Regions from separate parts of the Sus scrofa genome. Here region 2 is linked to region 1. Evidence: chromatin contacts called from public Hi-C data. All regions are on one chromosome and are shown on one strand. Each heading gives the region's core, a stretch centred on a gene start, on an enhancer-like site or on the middle of the called end of the contact. The rest is flanking DNA. Distances are from core to core; before and after follow the strand shown.

Region 1 (7,686 bases), core at 18-2,517:
AAGAACCTCACTGCAGGGGTTTGGATCGCTGTGAAGTTCTATCCCGGGTGGGAGCAGTTGGTTCAAGGATCTGGTGTTGCCACAGCACAGGTCAGCTACTGCTGGGATTCAATCCCTGGCCCATGGAACTTCCATGTGCTGCGGGTGTGACCATTAAAAACAAACAAACAGCCTTGACCTACTCAAAATTACATCTGGCACAGAGTAGATGCTCAGTCATTTGCTGAATTACTGAAGGAATCAATTTGTATCCTAAGAGGAAAAGGGAAGCAACCACGATGAACTGGATACAAATTATCTTTTCACATCAGCACCAGAGAAGTACAGTTCCAGAAATGTGAAGACCAGAAAAAATAAGAGTCATACAGTAAAGTCAAGATTTTAATCCATGTCTATCTAAGGTGGTCTCTTTGTGCAGGTCAATCCTTCAATACTTCTCTTAAGTGACTGTCATTCATATGATTCTCAAAGTTCTACAAAAGGGCAAAGTAAAGCTTCTCTAAACTCCTCCAAGGAGAACTGAAATAACTTGAAATCATATTCTCTGGAATTGTGATAGGCCTCCTAGTTAGGGCTCCAGAATTGCAAAAATGCAAACCCCACAATACAAAGCAAGCCTTTCAACTACAATCACGTTTGCATAAAGCCTCATGGTTCACAAAAACCGGATTGGGTGCTACAATCCTGTCTCACAGGTTAAGAAAGAGACATGAAAGCGTGGCCTAATAAGTAGCAAGGTGGAACACTTCGCCCGAATTTCTTGTTTTAGCACTTCCCCAGATCGGACGAGGGAGACTTCCCCTTCCCATGAGTTTACTCGATGACAGCGAGCGAGAGGCCAGGAAGAAGCCAGCAAAAGAAGCAAAGTCCTCTCGCTGCAGACCCGCGAGTGGGGCAGAATCCCGGCAGCGGGAAGGCCAGGTTCCCAGGCCCCATTCCACCCCTGCTCCCTTCCTCGGATCCGCTTGGATGCTCCCCATCCGGACCCCATCCCTTCAAATGACCTGGCCAGTCCTTTTCCTTCCCGCCCCGCCCCCAACCTCCCAGGCAGAACTTGCACCCCGCAGCTCACCGTGGTCGGGTACCGCTCCCTCTGCCACGCCTGTCAAAGATCGGCAAACATCCGGCTCCGAGGTGGAACGGGAACCGCCCCCTCCCTGTCTCTTCACTCCCAACCACTTCCGCCACACCTCCAACCCACTTCCGACCCGCTGCCCGGTCCAAACATGGCCTTTCCAGGATCCCCGCCCACTTCCTGTACGTGCTGCTCACGTGCCTCCTTGGCTGCGGTGGAGTAGAACCGTCCGATTCGTCCCTCCCAAAAGGAGGCCCTGGAACAGTTAGTTCCGATGTTCCGGGTACTCGAATCTCTGGTGGACCTCCGGAATCCTTAGCTCGTATTCTTCTCGGACAGAGATTCGCCTCACCAGAATTCCCAAACTCCTGGTCTTGTGCACCAGTTAAGGCTGACTCTTACGATTCGTTCCCGAGAGGAAATTTGGGTGTCAATGACTGTTTCCGGGAGGAGCCTAGAAGGTGACACTCACTTCCGGCGGAGGGAGGCTTTTCGATCCGGGATGGAGGAGGCGGAGGAGCTTCTCTCGGCGAAGGGAAGACTGCAGTTCGGTGAGCGGCCTGCGGTGTCTCCGACCCTCGGCTCAGATATTCCTGACGTTCTCTGGTCAACTCTTATCCCCCGACCCTTTTCCTCCCGAGCCTGGCATCCTCCTCCGGTGCCCTCAAAATCTCGGGGGCTTCTTTTAAGAGCCCTCGAAGTCCCTCAGGTCTTTTCGGGGCCCCTTAGAGTCTTTATATATCTCTCAGACTCTTGAGGCCTAGCTGGACCTAGGGTTTTCTCCCTCATCTTTCCCCACCCCACTACCTCTTGGGCGGCTTCCTCACTTCTTCACTGTCTTCCTCTCTCGCTGCAGTCCCCGGCCCACGCCTGGACCCGGACTCAGGATGGAGCCCTTCCGGAGAAGGCTGTGCACAGGGACCCAAAGATTTCCCAGCCAGACCGACCCGAGCCATCCTCGCTCTAAAGAGCCTCCCCCGGGGCTTGGCCCTAGGTCCCTCACTGACCGAGGAACAGCGCTTGGGGGTCTGGTGTGTCGGGGAACCCTTGCAGCCGGGACTGCTCTGGGGACCACTGGAAGAGGAGTCTGTCTCTAAGCAGAAGGGTGATGCAGCGGAAAGAGAGCAAAAAGAGGTATTAAGGGATCGGGCATCTCCCTTCCATGATTGAAAATTTAGTTCAGACATTTCTTGTTAGAAGATGCAGAGTATTTAAAGGGATAGGAGATGGTTTGGCCCCCTTCTGTCCAGGACTGTCTTTTCTCCTTCCTTGCAGTAATTAAGAGGTGCAAAAAATTGTTAAAAGCTGAATTAGTAGAGTGTTAGCAGTTACAAAAGTCAAGAACAAAGGTTTTGGGAATTAAAAAGCCCCTGGGATCAAATCTCAGCTTTGTCACTTAGCTGGTCAGATGGCATGTAAAATAAAGGAATGGCTCTTTATTTTAATCCTCCAGGATTATTTGGAGGGAAAGGTGAAACAGCACAGGTAAAAGATTTCATTGCATAACTCCTGAAAAAATTTTAAATTTGAGGTACCTCTTACTTCTGTTTGGTACTCATTGAAAGGAAGTAATATGTTCAATTCAGTAATTTTTCACACTTTGGGAGGGAGGTGTGGGGACAATTTTTTTTTTTTTGGCCTTTACTGAAGGAAAATTCAGACAGTGCAGTCTACAGAGAGGCAGAACCAGAGACCATTAACCTTCCAGGGGGCTTCATCTTAGGTCTGTGTTGGGAGCAATTTCATCAGGTGTTTTTTTTTTTTTTTTCTTTTACGGCCACACCTGTAGCAAATGGAAGTTCCCAGGCCAGGGGTTGAATCTGAGATGGAGCTGGGGCCTATGATACAGCCACAGCAATGGCAGCCCTGGATCCAAGTCCCATCTGCAAACTACGCAGCAGATTACCGCAACGCTGGATCCTTAAACCACTGAGCAAGGCCAGGGACCGAATCCTCATCTTTCAGAGACAATGTTGGGTCCTTAACCTGCTGAGCCACAATGGAAACTCCTTATATCAGGTTTTGTTTGTTTTGCCCTCAAACACATGAGAGAAGGACTTTTATTGGTTTATTTCAGGACGTGTCACTAGACCCATGGGGAGATGTGTGTGCTTGTGAGCAGAGTTCAGGCTGGATGAGGTAAGTTACAACAGAGTATGTTATGAAGATGCTCCCTTGAGGCTTTGTTTTGTGGCCTGGGTTGGAACCAGAGCTAACTGTAATTCCCCACCCAAGGGCCTTTTGCAGTGTGTGTTCAAAAGGCATAAGATCCGTTAAGACTCAGACTGCCCAGGAGCAGGGGCTTTTAGGCAGGGCCACTTGCTTCAAGAGGGTCTCCTGAGCCAGCTCTTGCTCTGCTTTGCAGTTTGGTGCAGCGGGGCAAGCTGGAGGGTGAGGGAAACGTGGCTCCCGTGTGGATCAGCGAGAGGCTCCACCTACAGGTGTACCGGGTTGTGCTGCCAGGTTTCGAGCTGCGGCTGTGGCCCCGGCCTCCCGCTGAGGGCCTGAGCCCCAACCAGTCCAGACTAGAGGAGGAGGCAAGCATGGCTGGGGTGACAGAAATGGAGTCTGTTGTACAACAGGAAGTAGCCACAGAGGAAGATGCAACAGAACCTTGCACAGGTATGTGTCAAATAAATGCTGACTTCCCAAATTATCACCTGTTGATTAGACAAAACAAAGCTTATGGCTCAAGAAAGGAAGGGAGAACAGTATTCTGAGGAGGAAAGGAAAGGCCTGGATATTTATTGAAATTTTGAAGGCTGGTATAAGATGGATTTTTCAGTGTGGCATGGGAGTGGGGCTTGATTAGGATTGAGTGAGAATCATGCCGTAATTCTTAGGATTCGTGGACACAGCGAGACTAGAATTTTTAGGGAAGAAGTTCAGAAAATTTTGGGGTATAAAATACCATTTGATGCTTTTTACTGAAGAACAGCGGGTCTTAGGATGAACAACATAGTTGACTCTTGAACAACACAGGGGTTAGGGACACCAGCCCTCTGGGCTGTCACAACTCCTGAGTGTGACTTGGAGTTGGCCCTTCACATCCAAGGTTCTATATCCATGGGCCCCATCTATAGATTCAACAGACCATGGTTGTAGAGTGCTGGGCTATTTCCTGTTGGGAAAAAACCCATATATAAGTGGACCCATGCAGTTCAAGCCTATGTTGGTTTAAGGGTAAACTGTATAGATATTTGCAAGTTGTATCTTCCTGAGTTGTTTCAAGGAATAAGAAGCCCGCATTGTGGAAGACAGCAAGCTAGAAATAAGGTTTCCAGTTTGTGTTCTTCTGTCTGGGCTGGGGCTGGGGGTTCTTTTATTTTCAGATGAGCTAAAGTGAGGAGGTGGTGGTCTCAGCTCATCCTGAGTGCATGTCTCCAGAGGGAGGGAGAATACGGGTCCTCTGGGATGGTCTTTCTCCAGGGATTATCCACATCGTTCAGAGTGCTGTGGTCTCCCGGGCAGCCTCCTCAGAAGGTACCTGAGACTGGACAGGAAGATAAAGGGAGTGTGTGGCTCATGTGCCGGGGGAGACGGCTGTCACTGTTCCCATGCAATTCAGGGGTTGAGGAGGAAGAGTCATGGGTTGCTGTAATTCTCTGGTGAGACCACTATGACCACATGCTGCTTCTCTACTAAGCCCAGTACCCCACTCTTGCCTAGCAGACCCTGGTGTCCAATCACCCCCCAACATCCAGGCAGAGAGTGTGGTGAGCTCCGGACTTCAGCCTCAAACCCAGGACCACGTTTCCAAGGAGAGCCAATCACTCGGCCCATTGCCTGAGGACGGCAGCGTAGATGAGGAGGTCCCACCCCAGACACAGATGTCACCTGGACCTCAGAGCACCTCCGCTCCCCAGCAGGGCCCTGAGAGCAGTGAGGCCACTTCCTCGTCTTCTGCCAGGGGCCCCCAGCTGCGTGCTCACCTGGGCAAGAGGTTACGAAGCCCCAGTGATCAGCGCCCACCCAGAGTGAAGACCTCAGAGCCTGGGGCCCAGCAGACTGGAGAGCAGCAGCACCCTGGCTTCCCTGCACACTTGCGGAGCCCTCCTGGCTGTGCAGGAGGCTCCCCAAAACAGGGGCGACGATACTGCTGTGGGGAGTGTGGCAAGGCCTTCCTGCAGCTGTGCCACCTGAAGAAGCATGCATTCGTGCACACAGGCCACAAGCCCTTCCTTTGCACTGAGTGTGGCAAGAGCTACAGCTCAGAGGAGAGCTTCAAAGCCCACATGCTGGGCCACCGTGGCGTGCGGCCCTTCCCCTGCCCACAGTGCGACAAGGCCTACGGCACCCGGAGAGACCTCAAAGAGCACCAGGTGGTGCATTCAGGGGCCCGGCCTTTCGCTTGTGACCAGTGTGGCAAGGCCTTCGCCCGCCGGCCCTCCCTGCGGCTGCATCGCAAGACACACCAGATGCCAACGGCCCCTGCCCCATGCCCCTGCCCCGTGTGTGGGCGGCCCCTGGCCAACCAGGGCTCCCTGCGGAACCACATGCGGCTCCATACAGGGGAGAAGCCCTTCCTGTGCCCACACTGCGGCCGGGCATTCCGCCAGCGGGGCAACCTGCGTGGGCACTTGCGGCTGCACACAGGGGAGCGCCCGTACCGCTGCCCGCACTGCGCCGAGGCCTTCCCCCAGCTGCCTGAACTGCGACGCCACCTCATCTCGCACACCGGCGAGGCCCACCTGTGCCCCGTGTGTGGGAAGGCCCTCCGAGACCCGCACACACTGCGCGCCCACGAGCGCCTGCATTCGGGGGAGAGGCCCTTCCCCTGCCCCCAGTGCGGCCGCGCCTACACACTGGCTACCAAGCTGAGGCGCCACCTCAAGTCCCACCTCGCCGACAAGCCCTACCGCTGCCCTACCTGTGGCATGGGCTACACCCTCCCCCAGAGCCTCAAGCGGCACCAGCTCAGTCACCAGCCTGGGGCACCCTCCAGCCCACCCTGTGAGCCGTCTGCCACTTCTGAGCCCACCATGGTGCTCCTGCAGACCGAGCCAGAGCTGCTGGATGCATGCAGCCAACGGGACAGCTCCTCAGCCCAGGATGTCTTCCAGGTCACCATTTCCGAGAGCCAGGATAAGTGCTTTGTGGTCCCGGAGGAGCCAGGCCCTGCCTCCAGCCTGGTGCTCATCCACAAGGACATGGGCTTCAGCGCCTGGGCGGAAGTGGTGGAGGTGGAAACGGGCAGCTGATGCCCCCCTACCCCCGCCCCGAGAGTGCTATATAAAGACTGGTGTTTCTGAGCTTGGGTGTCTGGAGCTTTCTCTTTGGGTTCCCTGTTGGAGACCAGTCGCTGAGAAGCAGGTCAGGGACATCCCTTATGAATGACCACATGGTTTCCCAAGACTAATAAGGTTAAACTATTTCTAGCCTCTTTTTACCAACTTCCTGTAGAGCTTGTTCTGCCCCCTCCCTGGGAAATTCCTCAGGGCCTTGTTCTTTAAACCTTGCGGAAGTGACCCTGCCCAGTGAGGTAGCCAGCTCGCTGGCAGCACCACTGCCCTGCTGGGGTGCTTAGGGCTGAAACAGTCACTCCCATCAAGCTCCCTGAGAGACAGGGAACCAAGCAGAATTTTTTTGAAGGTTAAGAGGCCAGAAACTCCACTCACAGCTCCCAAGTCTGTAAGTCAGGCTGTGGGTTATTTTGGCAGCTTTTCTCACCACCTAAGGGCTGTGATGTTGGTGTTTGTTCTGTCCTGAAGGACACCAGACCCACTGGAGGTGGCGAGGGCCAGGTTTGCACCTGCCCAGAAGCAGCCCTATAGCGGGAAGGAATGAACATGTGATTTGCATCACCTTTGGGCCTGACATGCTCTAGGTGCTGGGACAAAGCTGTGAACAAGACAGAGACAGCGCCCTTCACAGAGCTCAGGACCTGCGAGGGGCAGAAAGCACTGGATAAGCATTCGAAGAGGAGCAACCCCCTGCCCCCACCAGTGCTGTGAACATGTTTAATGGGATAGTTCAGCTTAGTCCAGGGCATCAGGGAGGGTATCCTGGAAGAACAATGATAATAAACAGGTTTTATGTAGGCCAGTCCTTTCTGTGAGTGTATATAATCCTTATAGCAATCCTGCCTGAGGCAGCGGGGTTATGAGGTGGCAGAGCTGAGATTCAGTCCCCTAGTCTAGAGCCAGGGTAAGGCTCCTCCGTACTCTGCTGCCTGGCATTTCAGCTGCAGGTTGATGGTTGAGTAGATACAGGGGACGTGAGGGCCTGGGCTCCAGCAGAGAGAATGAGGGCAGAGGGGTCAGGGCCAGGTCACAGAAGCCTTGCTTTAGGAGTTTAGACTTTATTCTGAGGACATTGAGGGGTTTTTTGAAGGGTTTTGAGCGGGGCAGTGATGTGATGAGACTTAGGTTTGAAGAGATCACTGGAGAGTGGACTGGCAGTTTAGAGAAATCACTTAGGTGGCTGGGAGTGGTGGCGTGGTGGCTGTGGAAATGCAGCTCAGTGGACTCGCTTACCAGCCGAGTGAGCACTTCCCGTCTGCTAGCTGTTGCGGGTATGGCGGTAACAGCCCTGCTCAGGTAGTTACGGTCTGCTGTGGAAAGTAAACAAACACACGTCAGATGATGGTAAACTCAGTGAAGAGAAGTATC
Region 2 (7,638 bases), core at 249-2,748, 330 kb before region 1:
TACACGGGCCGCATATTTGCCCCTCCTGGTGTGGTCAGAGGAAACGGTCTCTGAACGGCAGCCTCCTTGGCGTCTTCCTTAAAGAGGCCCTTCCTTAAAGCCCACCTCAGCCTACCCCATCTGGCTTCACCTTCTTAGGAATGGGGAGCAGTTTGCCATCTCCCCTGTTTTGTTTAGCCAGTGAGACACTCAGCTGAGCCACGCTCCTCCCCAGCTCTGTTCCACCTTGCCTGTCCTTGCTGGGAGCCATCAGCCCCTCCCAGATGAGAAGGCCTAGGCCCGGCCCCACCCAGGACAGCTGGGTTTCCCTCCATCTTCACCGTTCCGATTCTCTTGGCCTGAGGGGTGGTCAGTTGGCAGTGGAAGGGAAGTTGACTCCCTCTCCCCCTTCTCGTCCAGGGCCCACCTGGGGAGGACTCCCTCAGCCTCTGGCCTGGTTCCAGCAGCCTGACCCTGGGCAGGTCACCCAGCTTGTGGATTAGCTGGTTTTGCACCCCAGGGACATCGGAAATTCCCTGGCACTCACACATCAAGACAGACGGAGCCTCAGCCTGCAGGGCCCCTGGGAGCCGGAGTGTTGGCTCTGCCATCCCTGCCCTTCGTTAGTGCTTAAAGTCATTTATTCCCAGAGGGCAGGAAACGCACCTGTAGAACAAGTTTGAGACAATAGGTCCCATTTAGAGGTGATGCTATGCAGGGCTCACAGAGCATAGTCCTGAACCCCAGTACGGCAGAGGGTGCCCGCCAGGCAGCCTGAGCGGAAGCAGCCCCGGTTCAGGCTGGTTTTGCAATAATTGTGAGGGACGTGTTGAGGGACGCCTCACGTTTGGAGGCGAGAACCCCATCTGTGGTGCCAGGGTGTCTGGGAGCAAAAGACACCTCTTTGAGTGGCTTATTTTGCTGAGGCTAATTCTGGGAGTCAGCCAGGTGGCCAAGAGAGGCAGGTGCAAGTCGGAGTCTCTGGGTTCCCGCCAGTTTGGGAAGAAAAAGGGGCTTCCATGGCGACATCGTGTGCCAGCATGGAGCCGTCCAAGACTGAGACCCGGGGTGGATCCCGCAGTCTTCCCTCTGCTGGCTGCTGGCTGCCACGCACCTGCCAGTGCCTCTGGCTTATGGGCCAGGGGAGGGGGCGGGCGGCTCTTGTCATTTTTCTCTGAAAAGGTCAAATCTCGGGATGTGGGATTCTCTCTTGGCAAATGAGAGCAGGAGAGTGGGTGTCCTCCTAGACAAGGACAGAGGAAAGGCTGAGTGACCCTGGGCAGCTCGAGGCGGGGGAAAGGGAGAAACCGGCCCACCCTCTTCCACCTCCTGGAGCCCTCTCCAGATTTTACCAGGCACCCACCACCTGACGGGAAGGTGACTAGGCGTTCTGGTCCCTAGGAGAAGCAGAGGTTGGGTCCCAGGACCCCCAGGAAGGCCAGAGGGTTTTCAGGTCCACAGCTGACTGGGCACTTGCCCTGCAGTATCGCTAGAGCGACACGAGGGGGCGACAACTACCATCGTGGGGAGGGCGGTGAGCGGGAGCCATCCCCTTTCCACCCAATCCACTTGTACCAAAGGCCTGCAGTGGGTAGATCCACGCACACCTCCTGCTGCTGAGCTACCTGATACTCCGGCTGCCAGGGCCGAGTGGGTCAGGGGGCAGCAGAAGGCAGGCTGGGCGTGAGCTACATCACCTGGCCCTCCCCGACCCCCTCTGAAGATTGAGGCCAAGTGCAGTGGCCTTGGCTGGGCCAAGGTCTCCCAGCTAGCTAGGGGTTATCTGGGACTTCGGCACCAGCCCCCCAATTCCAGGATGTTGTCAGATTATTCCGCATCACAGCGCCCTGAAGCCTCCCCTCCACCTTCTGACCTGCCTGCCCCCTCCCCCCACCGCCTCTCCTTCCTGAGGCCGCTGCCACGTGAATAGTTCTCTAAGTCAGCATGCGGGGAGGGGGGTGGGGTGTGGGTAAGAGGCCCACCCGCTGCACCTGCACCCAGGCTCCCCAGCTCCCCTCATTCCTGGGCGAGATGAGCAGGGTGCACCTCTGGGTGGTGACAGGCCCTCATTTCTTGCCCCCCTAGACTGCTTCCTCTGTGTTTCATGCATGGGGCCCGTGATGCCCTTAGGGTGTCAGCCTCACTTGAGGCCTGCAGTGTGGCTCCCACCCCCACGGTTCTCAGCACACCGCCCGCCTGGCACTCCAGTCACACGTGGGAGCCTTGAAAAGCGTTGCAGGTGGAAAGGGGCAGGCAGAGCAGTGACCAGCTGCCCTGGCAAGCTAGCATTCTGCCATCTTTCCTCTTTTGCTCCCCTCCTCAGCTGAGACACCAGAGGCAGAGCAGGTTTAAGTGAGACCGAGGGCTCTGTGGCCCAGGGGGAGGAGGGAGAGGCTGAGGAGATGAGCGCTCCCACCCCCTACACTCCCCCACACCCAGGTGAGTGACGTGCCAGCTCCTCTTTCTCTGGTTATTAACAGGTGCCAGAAGCTGGTAAATCCATCAGTTTCATGTAATACTCTCAACAATCCTGTAGTTGGTTTTATTCCCATTTTGCAGATGAAACACCAAGGCCTAGAGGGGTCAGGGGCCTGACCTGGGGTCATGCAGCTCACACTGGAGCCCAACCCAAGTATCTTTGCAACACCAGGCATCCCTACCTCCTAGCACGCTTGTCTTCTGTTCTTTTATTTTCCCATCACCAAACTGGTGGCACCTAAGAAGGTCTTTGAGAGCTCCTTGAAATGGAGAGATCTTTGTCTTGTGTGAGACTAGAGCAAGGCCCTTGAGGTGATCTGCACCCAGACCCCAAGGGAGCAGTGCCACCAGGACCCTGGCTGGAGGGAGAGCAGGGCTGAGCTGGGGGAGGCCCTTGAGTAGGGAGACGGGGGTTGTTAGCCAGTGGTCACATGGCTCCCTGGCTGGATCTGGAGTGGAGGAGCCAGTCTGGGACCTTTTATCTTGCTTTCAAAGTGCAAGGAGCTGATGACTCAAGGGACATGTTCAAAGGAGCGCCTGATGTCACCCAGGGGTCAGTGAGTGGCCTGTGGCCTGGAGAGAGGTGCTTAGGAGGACAGCCCAGCGCACCAGGCCTCGAGGTGAGAGAGGTCTGAAGAGAGAGGGAGGGCCTACGGGCCCCCACCCCCCCACCCCCGCCGGACCCGCACGCCTGGCAGAGCGCCAGTTCAAAGCTCCCACAGAGAGGCCTCTCCCCTGCCAGGGCTGAGCCAAAATAGCTGTCTGGGAGCCTGGGCCTGCGCCACCCACGCCCCAGCATCTCTCGGGTTAACAGCTTGCCTGTCTCCCGCCCCCCCTTCCCCAGCTTGCTGACATTTTGCTGAGGCGGGGGTGGTTGTGAAAGGGGGCAAGCTGGTTCCTGCTCCCCAGCCCACACAGACACCCTACTGACACAACCTATCACCCACTCGTCCTCCTCTGAAAGGCATCCTTTTGGGGGAGACCTTCCTTCTGGCCCCGCAGACATGGGGTTCCTCCTGTGAGACAGGGTCAGGAACCCTCGGGGCTCCATGCTGCTGCCAAAAGCCATCCATGGAAGACCCAGGACGCCGGGTGGGAGCTCTTCTCCCTCTGGGGGGGTCTTTTTTTTTTTTTTTTAATATTTAAGAATCTTTTCAAAAGCATTAAATATTTTAGCATGAGGAAAGTACACAGAATAATGCAACACAGATCTTACCATTAGGCCATAATCGCCTTGGATAGAGCAGGAGGCTCTGTGTCTCCCTCCCCCGAAGAAACCACAATCCTGATTGGGCTGTTTATGTTCTCACACCTGTTTTAAGATTTTTTTCCTATCTGTGTACACACCCATAGTGACACACTGTACTGTTTGATATGGTTTTGCACGTGAGTTAAATGGTGTATCGGACATGATCTGAATCTAGGTTTTTTTCCTTCCCTCCGTGTTGTTTTGGAGATTTATCCATCTAGAAACACGTGCTCTAGTGTCAACCCATTTAAGTGCCGTGCTCTGTGCTTTTTATAACTGTCCGGCAGCCGAATTGCCCCGTCTCCTGCGGATGGACATTTAGGTTGTTGGCAGTTTTCCTGCTGTTGCAGGCTGTCCTTTGGATTCTGCGCTGGTGCACGACTCCTGGCGTGTTCTGTCCACCAGCGCTTGCTTATAGGGCGGTGTATCTTCAGCCTGGAGAGTCGGTGCCAAATCGTACTCCGAGGAGGTTGTCCTAATTTTTAGGCCTCAGGAGATATGGTCTGTCTTGAAAGTTTTGGTAAATTCGAGGACTTGGTTACCATGTACAAACACTTTCTCTTTCCTGCCTACAATAGTCCCTCGAGGAAGACAAGGTCGTGCTGTCCCCATTAAGCAGATGAGGCAGTTGAGGCCAGCCAGGGTAAGAGATTTGGCTTGAGGTCGCCTAGCTGGTCAGAGGGCAGATTCAATCCCAAGCCTGGGAAAAACCCTTTGACCCCTGTGACCTCTCAGGGAGATTTTAGGCACATTGACTGCCTTTGAGGCAGAAAAATAGAAAGAAAAAAAAGAACAACCCTGTGCAGAATGCATGAGGCCTAGGAGGCATGGTGTGGCCCTGAGGGCTGGCAGCTGATTCTAGAGAGATCTTCTAGGGCGTCTCCCCTTCTAGGGAGGGGGGAGCGGCTTGGACAGAAGAGTCAGGGTGAGTTAAATTTTGAATGAGGGAAAAGAGAGGAATGCTGCTCCTGGCAGATGGGGAACGGGAGCCCGCAGCAGACACAGGAGAAGGCCGCGAGAGACCTGCCACAAGGGACCAGGAGTGGGGGCCGGGGCCAGCCAGGGCTTGGTAGCACCCCCAGCTAGGTGTTGGGAGACGCGGGAGACTTCAGCATTCCCATCTGAGATCAATTTCAGTGTGTCCCTCTGAGACACAAGAACTCAGCCCAAACCAACAACTTGTCCACCCAGTGCTGGCAAGAAGGCCTGGAGTGGCCCGCCAGTGGGTCACTGTGCCAGCCCAAAGCCCTTGGCTCTCAGCTTGATCCCTGAGGCTGAGCCTGGACCATTCACTTTTCCCTCCATTCACTCTTCAGACCACATCCGGCACTTCTGGACCCTGGGGATCCAGTTACGAGTAACACATGGTCCCTGGAGCACACAGTCTGGTGGGGGATAGAGTCGTAAACCAGCACTGATGGCCTAGAATAACCAAGAGAGGGCCTGAGCGTGGGAGCAGCTAACCCCTTGGGAGTGGAGGCTGGAGAGAATTTTCCAGCAGAGCCAATAACTGAGCCAGCTCTGAAAAGATGGGAGGAAAAAAATGGAGAGTTCCCTGAGCAGAAGAGAATGGTGTTCTAGGCAGAGAGACTGCCAGGTGCCAAGCGCACAGGCACAAAGGGATCCCCATGCATTGTTTGACAGAAGCATCTAGAAATACAGCGAGGGGGAGAGAGTGTAGACCTGGAGTAGACTCCTGGGTTGGAATTCCAGTTCTACCACTTACCAGCTGCGTGACTGCAGGCAAGTAATTTAACTTCTTTGTGCCTCAATTTCCTCATCCATAAAACAAGGATAATTAATACTATTGCTTTTTTTTTTTTTTTTTTTTTTTTTGGCCGTGCCCATGGCACACGAATGTTCCCGAGCTAGGTCTCGAACCTTCACCCCAGCAGTGACAATGCTGAATCCTTAACCACTAGGCCACCAGGGAACTCCTAATTATTACTTTTGTATGAAATAAAATGAGCGACTATTTGTAAAACACTTAGAGGACAGTGTCAGGCACAGAGTGAGTTACCTATTTGTCAAATAAAATATAAAAAGTATGGAGTTCCCGTTGTGGCGCAGTGGTTAACGAATCCGACTAGGAACCATGAGGTTGTGGGTTCGATCCCTGCCCTTGCTCAGTGGGTTAACGATCCGGCGTTGCCGTGAGCTGTTGTGTAGGCCACAGACGCGGCTCGGATCCCGCGTTGCTGTGGCTGTGGTGTAGGCTGGTGGCTACAGCTCCAATTAGACCCCTAGCCTGGGAACCTCCACATGCCGCAGGAGCGGTCCAAGAAATGGCAAAAAGACAAAAAAAAAAGTATGGAAGATGGGAGAGGAGGCAGAGAAGCTTGTTGACTGCCAGGCCCAGCTCTTTGCATTCAGCTCCCCTGACGGTAGAGAGCCAGTTAAGGGTAAGTGGACACTCCGAATGAATTCTGATGGCAGGGGGAGGATGGCTTGGAGGGGAGGCTCTAAGGGAACGAGCCGGTCATTAATCCCACCAGCATCTCTCCCGTGCCTCCCAGGAGCCAGACCCCGAGACTGGGACTCGGGGTGTGAGGGAGAGTCCGGGGATGTTTCAGCCAGGAATTCAGAGCTGGGGTCCTGGCCCAGTCCCCAGGCATCTGAGGCAGCCACTCCTCTCCCCGCCTTGCCCACACTCTCACCTTGTGACTTCGTGCCGCCAAACCCTGTTTCATAAGGAAACAGGTTTTATAAGGAAAGCCTGGGAGAGTGTGGAGTGGGCAGTGGCACACAGCCCGGAGAGGAGCCTCAGCTGTCCCTGTCCGGGTCCTCTGGAGAGGAGGAGAAGGCAGCTGCTAAAACAAAAGCTGCTGCCATCCCCTTGTGCCCCACAAAGAGAAGTGGCCTGGGCCTTGTGGTCGGCCCGGCCCTCCGGGAGGAAGCCCTTCTCTTCCGTTAGGGCCCTGGCCCCTCCCCCACGGAATTCCCTGTTCCTTCCTCCCGAGCTGATCAGCAGTAAACACTGGACTCCCTGCCAGACACCGTGCCGGGCGTGCCCAGATGCACACGGCCTGGCGGGCGGGAGGAACTAGGCATGGGGTTTTGAGAGATTCTGGACTTCCAGGGGTCCCATGGCCTAGGAGCCAGACAGATGGTGTGGAGTCATCAGCGGAAGTGCTGTTCTCTTGGCTGGGGCAGCTGTGAGCCGGTGGGATTCTGAAAGGAGATGGGAAAGGAGGCCAGTATTCCAGGCAGAAGGTCTGCCGTGTGCAACGGCACAGCAGTGAGCTTGGACACAAACGCATCAGGGAACAGGGAATGGGTTCATGTGGCCAGAACCAGGAGTTGTGTCAAAGCTTAGGAGGCTGAGTTAGTGCCGTGTCGCAGAAGACACATTTGCTAGGCTGGAGGATTTAGTAGAATTCATTCTGATTCAGTGGTTTTCCAAAGCATGGTCCTGGGGGTGCCCTTGACCCTTTCAGGGAATTGTTGAGGTCAAAACCATTTTCATAATACTTTCAGAACTACCCTGGTTTATGTCCCTTTTGCTGTGTTAATATTTGTATACTTATGGTATAAAAGCAATGGTAGGTAAAATTACTAGAGGCTTGACACAGACCCAGGCAGTGGCGCCCACGTGAGCTCATAGCCATTGTATTCTTCACATTCGCAGCAACAACACAAAATGCACTACGGGTATTCATTTATAAAGCCTGGATCCCTTAAGTGTGCATCTTTTTAAATATTCTGTGTGAAGAAATGCGAATATACTAAGGCATTTTTGCCACAAACCAAACCATGATGGTTGTCTTGAAAAGCACTTTTGTGACTGCCTTGCAAGCACTACTCGTCCCTTTTTTTTTTTTTTTTTTTTTTTTTTTTTTTAGGAACATCATTTTAACTTGAAAGAATACCTGACAGGCCAAACCCTTCAGACTTAGGTATTTGGCAGACATTTTCTCAAAATGAATGAAGTG

Evidence for each region. A called contact is a pair of places that touch in the nucleus more often than the background predicts.
Region 2: a Hi-C map of liver shows a contact between it and region 1, with 4 times the contacts expected there. The contact joins the enhancer-like site here to the promoter of ZNF408 in region 1. A contact is called at or near these places in 1 of 5 promoter capture datasets (liver), 3 of 47 Hi-C or Micro-C datasets (heart right ventricle, liver and skeletal muscle) and 1 of 2 datasets of contacts at active chromatin or transcription factors (alveolar macrophages).

The regions. Positions count from the first base shown.
Region 1 is chr2:15,828,130-15,835,815 of Sscrofa11.1, reverse strand. ZNF408 (zinc finger protein 408) reads left to right here and starts at 1,267. Exons shown (of 5, transcript XM_003122824.6): 1 at 1,267-1,626; 2 at 1,932-2,209; 3 at 3,153-3,214; 4 at 3,441-3,697; 5 at 4,748-6,327. The coding sequence starts at 1,509. The coding sequence ends at 6,276. ARHGAP1 (rho GTPase-activating protein 1) reads right to left here and starts at 1,531. Exons shown (of 13, transcript XM_003122825.5): 1 at 1,073-1,531.
Region 2 is chr2:16,153,496-16,161,133 of Sscrofa11.1, reverse strand. All of the region lies in intron 1 of DGKZ (diacylglycerol kinase zeta), which reads left to right. Among named protein-coding and RNA genes, the nearest start is that of DGKZ, 19 kb to the left of the region's middle. Within about 2 kb of position 1,498, at least 26 of the 83 cell types and tissues checked have an H3K27ac peak or open chromatin away from gene starts, as enhancers often do. A contact at or near this core is called in alveolar macrophages, where this site is marked.